Linked DNA regions of Anas platyrhynchos: region 1 is linked to region 2. A link is a contact called in public Hi-C data. All regions are on one chromosome and are shown on one strand. The core of a region is the stretch at or near the end of the contact, and the rest is flanking DNA. Distances in the headings are between cores, read along the strand shown.

Region 1 (3,671 bases), core at 220-2,719, 170 kb after region 2:
TCCTAGTAGATATATTAGCTCACACACACATTGTCACTCAGCACATTGCTGGAGAGGTTGTTGAGTCTCATCCATACTGGCACAGTTTTCTGGAATAAGTTATTTGGAATAAGGGGACCTAAAGGGACAAATATACAAATGTTGCTATTCTGAGCTCAACCATGTCCTAAATGTCTAGGAAGCACTTTGAGATTCTAAGGTAAAAGAAGGTAGCTGTTCATCTAAGTTTGCAGTAGCAATTCAAAGAGAACAAGTACTAGTTGTTACTGTGCCATCTATTTAATTAAGCCATGAGACCCTGCAGTTGGTGATATAGTTTTGTGATCAACACTCCCCCCATGTTGCTTATCGATAGCGCACAAAATAATAGCTACAGCAAAGTACATATTTTGCAAAAGTCTACGAAGTCTATTTTCATTGAACTATCATGACACAACAAAGCTTTTCGACTACATTTACTGGTTATTAAATAGAACTACAGCTAAAATAAGAGAAAAAGCAGATTTTAGTACCTTTTCTGTTTTTAAGGACTACAAATTACCACAGCTTGAACACCGTCAGCCATTTCACCTGCGAGACAATAATTAAGCACACTTACATCAAAAAACAGAGGGTTGTAGACAGTCAGAGGCAGCTCTATGTGGCCAAAATGACCCGGGCAGTTGCTGAAGTTCTGCATGCAAGTTGCACAGGCTTCTTTGGAATCTGGAGGTCCCAGCGCCAGATCGTACAGCCCGTTGACGGACGGATTGCCCACATTATCCAGGTACTGAGGATCTGTTATGGCTTTCACGCTCAGCTTCCTGGAGATGAAAGAAAAGGTCAAAAATCAGCTGGAGCCAACAGCCAAGCCGCATAGACTTGAATATGACCAGCAGCATTGACATTTAGCACCTGGGTGACTATTTTAGTGATAAAAACACATTTTTAAGAGCATGGTGGACACACAACAGGGATTTATGTATGGTTAACCACATTGTCTGGGTACAGTTGCTCATAAAACAGTAAATATTAATTTTAGATCTTTATTAATAACCTTTACTCGCCGCCTCCTGGCTCCCACAGCCCCACAGGGAGCCCAGAGGGAACCCAGGGGGAACCCATGGGCCACCATCACTGAGGGCCAACTCGCACCGGGACTACAACTCCCAGCATGCCTCACGGCCTTACCCCATAGAGCCCAGCCGGCACTCCCGCGCAAAGCACCCTGGGAGTTGTAGTCCGCCATCCACATGCAAACCTCTTCAGGGCACGGCGGGGGGGCGGGGAGGGAGGAAGGAACAAACCCGCCTCGGCTGCTCACCTGATCTCCTCAGCCGTGTACATCCCGAAGGACACCCTGGCGAACCGCCACCACGGCACCACCTTGGGCGGCCTCATGGCGAAGGGGCGAGCTGCTTTCCCCCGGCCGCTGCGCCACGGGCGGAACCACGCGGGAAAAGAACGGAGGGGGGGGACGGGAAGGGGCGAGGCGGTGCCGGGACGTACCACGGCTGAGGGGAGGCGGCGGGGGCAGGGCTGGCGTCCCCTCCCCGCCTCGGCAGTGGTACGGCCCCGCCGCCCAGGAGGCGCTGCGCGCTGAGGGGGCCGGCATGGCGGCCGGGCGGCTGGCGGCGGGCTCCTGGCGGCAGGCGGTGGCGCTGGGCAGGCGGAGGGGCTACCGGTAAGGGCTGGGCGGCCGGTAAAGGGCGAGCCCTCGGCGGGGTGGGGGGAAAGGGGCTGGGGGTAGTGGGGCCGTGAGGAAGAAGCCCCTGAGGGGACGGAGGGAGGGGGGGGGGGGAGTGAGGCGGGAAACGCCGCGCATGCGCCCTGGGGGTGGGTCCGCGCCGCTGGGCTCTGCGCATGCGCGGCCTCGGGGATGCCCCTGAGGGGGCTTTGGGGGGGGAGGGGGGGGGTTCTGTGAGGGGAGTCTGACAGGTTTGGGGGGTTTCGAGGATCTTTTTCGTTTCCTGAGGGGGGTTGAGGTGGTAAAGTGGTTCTTAGTGCTGGAAAAGGGGCAGCTCCAGTGGGAAGGGGTCTTGAGCCAACTATACCACCTGTTTGGGGGCCAAATTTTGAGATGGGGGAGCCATAAACGGTCATATCAACGTGTGGATTGATAAGGGGCTAAGGGGCAGTTCCAGCTGTTCATGGCGCTTCAAAGCACAAAAACACCCTAACAGTGTCCCCTTTAGGGTCAAGGTCAGCATTAAAGGCCGTTTCCCTGTCAGAGTTTCAATAAGGCTTTAGTGTTGGAATGTTCCATGAGGGGTGGAAAAAGTACCTTAATGTAAGGCTTTTTTTACGTTAAAAGCAGTAAAGCCTGAACAGATGTAAGAAGGCATTATGTCAAACTCTGACCCACGTGCAAGCACATAAAGAACAAGTTAATACAAATATGTCTTCTGCAGCCCTGGGTATAAAATTAGCTCTGCAGCCCTGCCGGGGCTGCGCAGCTGGAAGTAAACAGGTCTGCTTTCACTACCTCCCATCTCATGGTATTCCACTCGTATAAAAGCATATAAAAGCACCGTGCTTGTCTAGAGTGCTTAAGGAAAGGTCCTGCTTTCAGCAAGGTCCCACCTCTAAAACATAGACTGGCTTTTCTAATTTCCATGCAGGATTTCCTTTCTAAGATGCAATAATTTGAGAAAACTACTTTAAAGCCATGATACCCCCCCAAAACAATCATAAAATTTATCCAATGCAATTTTATTTGCATATCCTCTTGTCTCCAGAAATTAGTGCCACAAGAGAAACATCAAATGTGAGTTTTATAACAGTCGTTTGGGGTTACTAACAATACAACATTTCCAGTTATATTTTCCTCATTAACGTTTTAATTAACTTTGACTCGTAGTCCAGAATCTCATTAATCTGTTTTTGTTATATTAGCGTGACTGCTATACACTGAAAACTGTTTGGTTTATAGGTGCTCTTCCAGCAGTACAGCTCAGAAGGCTGCGGAAAACATAGAAGGTATGGTTGTACTTCAATTACTTGTTTCTTCCCTTTTTTTTTTAATTTTCACACCATATACTCTGTCATGAGATAAAGAAGACACTAAGCACCCTCTTTCCCTTTATTACTTTCTCTTTCCCCTCATCTTCATTGTGAAGAGGTTTCCTGGCTTAATTTGTTTGATTACCCTTACCACCAGCCAGCTCTGATCAGAGAGCATGAACTGAATTGTTCACTTCCATCAGCTGTCCAGCTGCTCCTTGAAACAGAATAAAATTGATAGTGACAACATCCAATAGCAAGGAGATTTTCACCTTAATCCTCAGAGTTTTCTTCTCCACATTCTGTACCATATTGCTGCTACAGGCTGTGGGAGAGGAGCACCTCTGCAGTGCTTCTGGAGGTTGTAATCAGGACTTCCTGCATCTTCCTTTGTGAATGAGTTTGCTATAGGGCTTTGCTCACTACCTCTAGATTCTTTTGGCACTGTCTTTTTATCTTCGCTGGGAACTTTGTTCAGCTCTTTGTGCCATCAGTTGGTGTCAGGCTGCAGGAGCTGGAAGTGGAGAGGGTGCTTTGCTGCAGTACTCAGGCGAGCTGAATTGGGGAAGACAAATGGGCAGAGGCAGCAGACGTCAAAGTCGGGGACTGAGAGCAGGAAAGCAAAGGATTGGGAAGGTTGGAGCTCAAGCTGTAAGGTACAGGAGAAAGGATGGTTGAGGAAATGTGGA
Region 2 (3,465 bases), core at 659-3,158:
ATGACGACCAGAGGTCCCTTCCAATCCCAACCACTCTGTGATTCTGATAAGCACCAGCCCTGCACAAGACTGGCAGGAAAATTCCTGCCATGTCCAACCCCTGTGGAAGAGACACAACAGGCAAAGTGATGGTCTTCACATTTTCTATTTTCTTTCACTGCTGACCCAAAACAAGCAAAATCCAACTGATTAGCAGAGCTCGTTAGCATCAGGATGAAAGGTCCAATAGGGACTGCAGACTCTTGGGAAATAAATTTTGATGCCTTGGGACTCAGAAAAATGATTTCCCAGGCATCATGTGCATAGCCCAGCCGGCTTTGTGACTTTTCCTCTTTCTTCATCAGTTCTTGGTTCTAGCACAAAGATGATTTTTAATGCCAAATCATTGTGCTTCTTCCCTCTTTATTTCAGGCCGCAGGCTCACCACATTCTGGACTGGATGCAACCCATCTGGTTTCACTAATACTTCTAATATAATATTTATAACTAGCTAAGGGCTGATCATATGACGGGTGTAATCAATAAGTCGTGTGCCAATTGTGGTTATTCTACACCTCAAGCCATTTTTCTGTATTTTGGCGTTCGGAGTCTGTTGGAGTATTTACATGTTTGTTGTTACTGTTCCTTTCCACCTTTGCAAACAGGCATTGAAGACAGCTTTCCTGAGCCTCAGTAATTGAGAAAAAAGGCACAACACTTTGTTTCCACCCAAAAAAGGAAATGAGATGAGAGAATCAACCAAAAGCTCTGCTTGCCAGATACCACTTGCCACCATCTTTGGCTTTGCTGAAGGAACTTGTGCTTAGGGAAGTTGTTCAATCTAAACAAAATTGTCTTTTCAACAAGTTTGTCCTTTGCTTCGCCAGAAGGCTTATCCAACAGGAACCAAAACCAGGTCTGACAGTTTTAGCTCACCCATAGCCAGCTGTGGCAGCCCAACTTCAAATTCAATGGGCACAGGACATTTCCTGGCAGATCATCGGGCAGCAGGGAGAAAAGACCACCTATATCGAAGGGGTAGGACCCATTGCTTGCAGAGATCTCCTTCTTGTTTTCTCTGCCCTTCTCAATCTACATGGCTACAGTGGGCTCAAGGGGGAAAGAATGACTTGGTAGATGCTCAGATAAAGCAAGAGGTCCCTCCAGAAAGGGACACTATCAGGTAACTTCAAGACACTTTGGTTGAAGCACTTCTGAGAGGGGAAAAAAATAAAAAAAAAATAAATAAAAAGGAGAGGAGAGGAGAGGAGAGGAGAGGAGAGGAGAGGAGAGGAGAGGAGAGGAGAGGAGAGGAGAGGAGAGGAGAGGAGAGGAGAGGAGAGGAGAGGAGAGGAGAGGAGAGGAGAGGAGAGGAGAGGAGAGGAGAGGAGAGGAGAGGAGAGGAGAGGAGAGGAGAGGAGAGGAGAGGAGAGGAGAGGAGAGGAGAGGAGAGGAGAGGAGAGGAGAGGAGAGGAGAGGAGAGGAAAAGAAAAGAAAAGAAAAGAAAAGAAAAGAAAAGAAAAGAAAAGAAAAGAAAAGAAAAGAAAAGAAAAGAAAAGAAAAGAAAAGAAAAGAAAAGAAAAGAAAAGAAAAGAAAAGAAAAGAAAAGAAAAGAAAAGAAAAGAAAAGAAAAGAAAAGAAAAGAAAAGAAACCTTTTAGCTTCATTTTGAAGAGTTAAAAACCAAGGTTTTACCTTGGTGTAAAAGCACTGGAGTTGCACCAGGCTGGGATTTGGCCCCATGTGGCTGCATGGAGGCAGAAGAGTGAACTCTCCCTTTCCACGGGTGCTTATAGCTGGCCACAGCCTGAGAGCAGATGATTTAATGATTCATTCTGGCAAGCAGGGAAGCATGACTTCAGGTTTGAGCTTCCCACATCGCTTCTACCAGCTCCCCCTGGAGAGCCAGCACGTCGGTGGCCAAGAGGATTGCACGTTGCAGAGCCAAGCGGTGCTGCCTGTGGAGCCCTCGAGCAAGAGCACCACAGAGGGTCCCTCCATGACACCACCGTGCGGGAACTCAGAAGAGAAGCAGAGGCTGTGTGGCAGCCCCAGGAGCACAAATTAAAACATCTCCTTGTGCTGAGGCTTTCAGTGGTGACAACTGCTACCTTGTGAGTCAGTGCATTCAGAGCAGCCCAGCACTAACAGGATTAACAAGCTCTTCACTGCTTGGATCGCTTCACGGTGGGAAGATCCAAAATCAACTGATGGAAAAAGGATAATTCCTCCTGCGGAGGGAGCAAGTTGTTTGTGGAACCAAATGATCAAACAATGAATCTGAGTGCTGCAAGACGTCCGTATGTGGAAACATGCACCCAAATTCTGCTGAGTGCTTGGGCCCACAGTGCCATTGCGTGGTTGGGACCCCACACCCACACTCAGGCACAGCATTGTGAGACACTCAGGGTTTTGAGAGGGTCAAGGTTTGAGTTGAGGGTGGGAGAGGTGACAGGAGAAAGGAGCGACGTTCTCTCAGGCACTTCTCACCTGTTCAACCTCAAGGCTGGAGGCTCAGCTCGTCACGAGCTCACACTGTTGAAGCAATGCTAAGTCCTGAAGAGCACCAGCTCTGCTTCACCTGAAGCGTCACAAATAAGGTATCCATGCCCAAAACCATACAAGGACATGCAAAATCTTTCTTTTCTTTGCAGAGCTGGGTTTCTCCTTCCCCACAGACACTGCAAGGCCTTGTGCCTTGTGCAAACCCCTGTCTCCAAGGAGGAAGATACGCTCAAATTCTCCCAGTACCAAGCTTGCCAAACTCATTTTCTCATTCATCTATCTCTCATGGGGTTTGGCGCTGAAGAGGAAGAACTGGCTGAGCACCAGCACCCAGCAGATGGCTAGAGTTTGTGATAGATGAAGCAGCAAGTCTCCACCGTCAAGCCTGAGAGTCATTCAGTGAGCCTAGCTCAGGCCATATCTCAGCCACGTGCCATGGGCTGCACTATAAAGTTAGGGTCCTGCCTGCGCAAGGCATCCTGATTTAGGGTGTGTTGATCATCTCAGGTTGGTACTTGTGCTCAGGGATGGGCAGACACCAGAATGCCATGTTCCTTTGGGAACGAACTAACTTGCCAGAACCAGGCACCAAAAGTAGCCATGCTCAGCAGACCAGGGAGGTGACATTCGTGTGGCCCCAGAAAGGGATACAGCTGTCACCTGAGGCAATATTCCTTCCCCGTTCACATAACCTGGTATGTGGGGGTCTACTTCTTAGGAAAGAGGAATGTTCAAAGAGACCTCATGAGTGCAAATGGTTTATGCTAAAGGCAGTCATGCGTTTAATGTGTGTGCATACTTTCAACTCTGAGAAGCTTTAGGACCCTGTCAGAAATTGTTATGAAAAGTTTCATACATGTTGTGTTTTCCTTTTGTCTTTCCCATGGCAAGGAGCTAAGCCATTTGACAGGCATGAGTGAAAATTATCTAGCCAGGACCCGACTAAGGGGTTCCAGTGTTCACACAGAGCTTGACACTTCAA

The links. A called contact is a pair of places that touch in the nucleus more often than the background predicts.
Region 1: a Hi-C map of subcutaneous adipose tissue shows a contact between it and region 2, with 1.9 times the contacts expected there. The contact joins the promoter of POLR1A here to the enhancer-like site in region 2. A contact is called at or near these places in 2 of 8 Hi-C or Micro-C datasets (liver and subcutaneous adipose tissue).

Annotation. Positions count from the first base shown.
Region 1 is chr4:73,747,625-73,751,295 of IASCAAS_PekinDuck_T2T, forward strand. It overlaps POLR1A (RNA polymerase I subunit A), which reads right to left and starts at 1,470. Exons shown (of 34, transcript XM_027455734.3): 1 at 1,304-1,470; 2 at 599-803. The coding sequence starts at 1,380. It overlaps PTCD3 (pentatricopeptide repeat domain 3), which reads left to right and starts at 1,518. Exons shown (of 24, transcript XM_072037871.1): 1 at 1,518-1,663; 2 at 2,912-2,958. The coding sequence starts at 1,593.
Region 2 is chr4:73,574,398-73,577,862 of IASCAAS_PekinDuck_T2T, forward strand. No RefSeq gene overlaps it. Among named protein-coding and RNA genes, the nearest start is that of ATOH8, 12 kb to the right of the region's middle. Within about 2 kb of position 1,909, at least 2 of the 8 cell types and tissues checked have an H3K27ac peak or open chromatin away from gene starts, as enhancers often do. A contact at or near this core is called in subcutaneous adipose tissue, where this site is marked.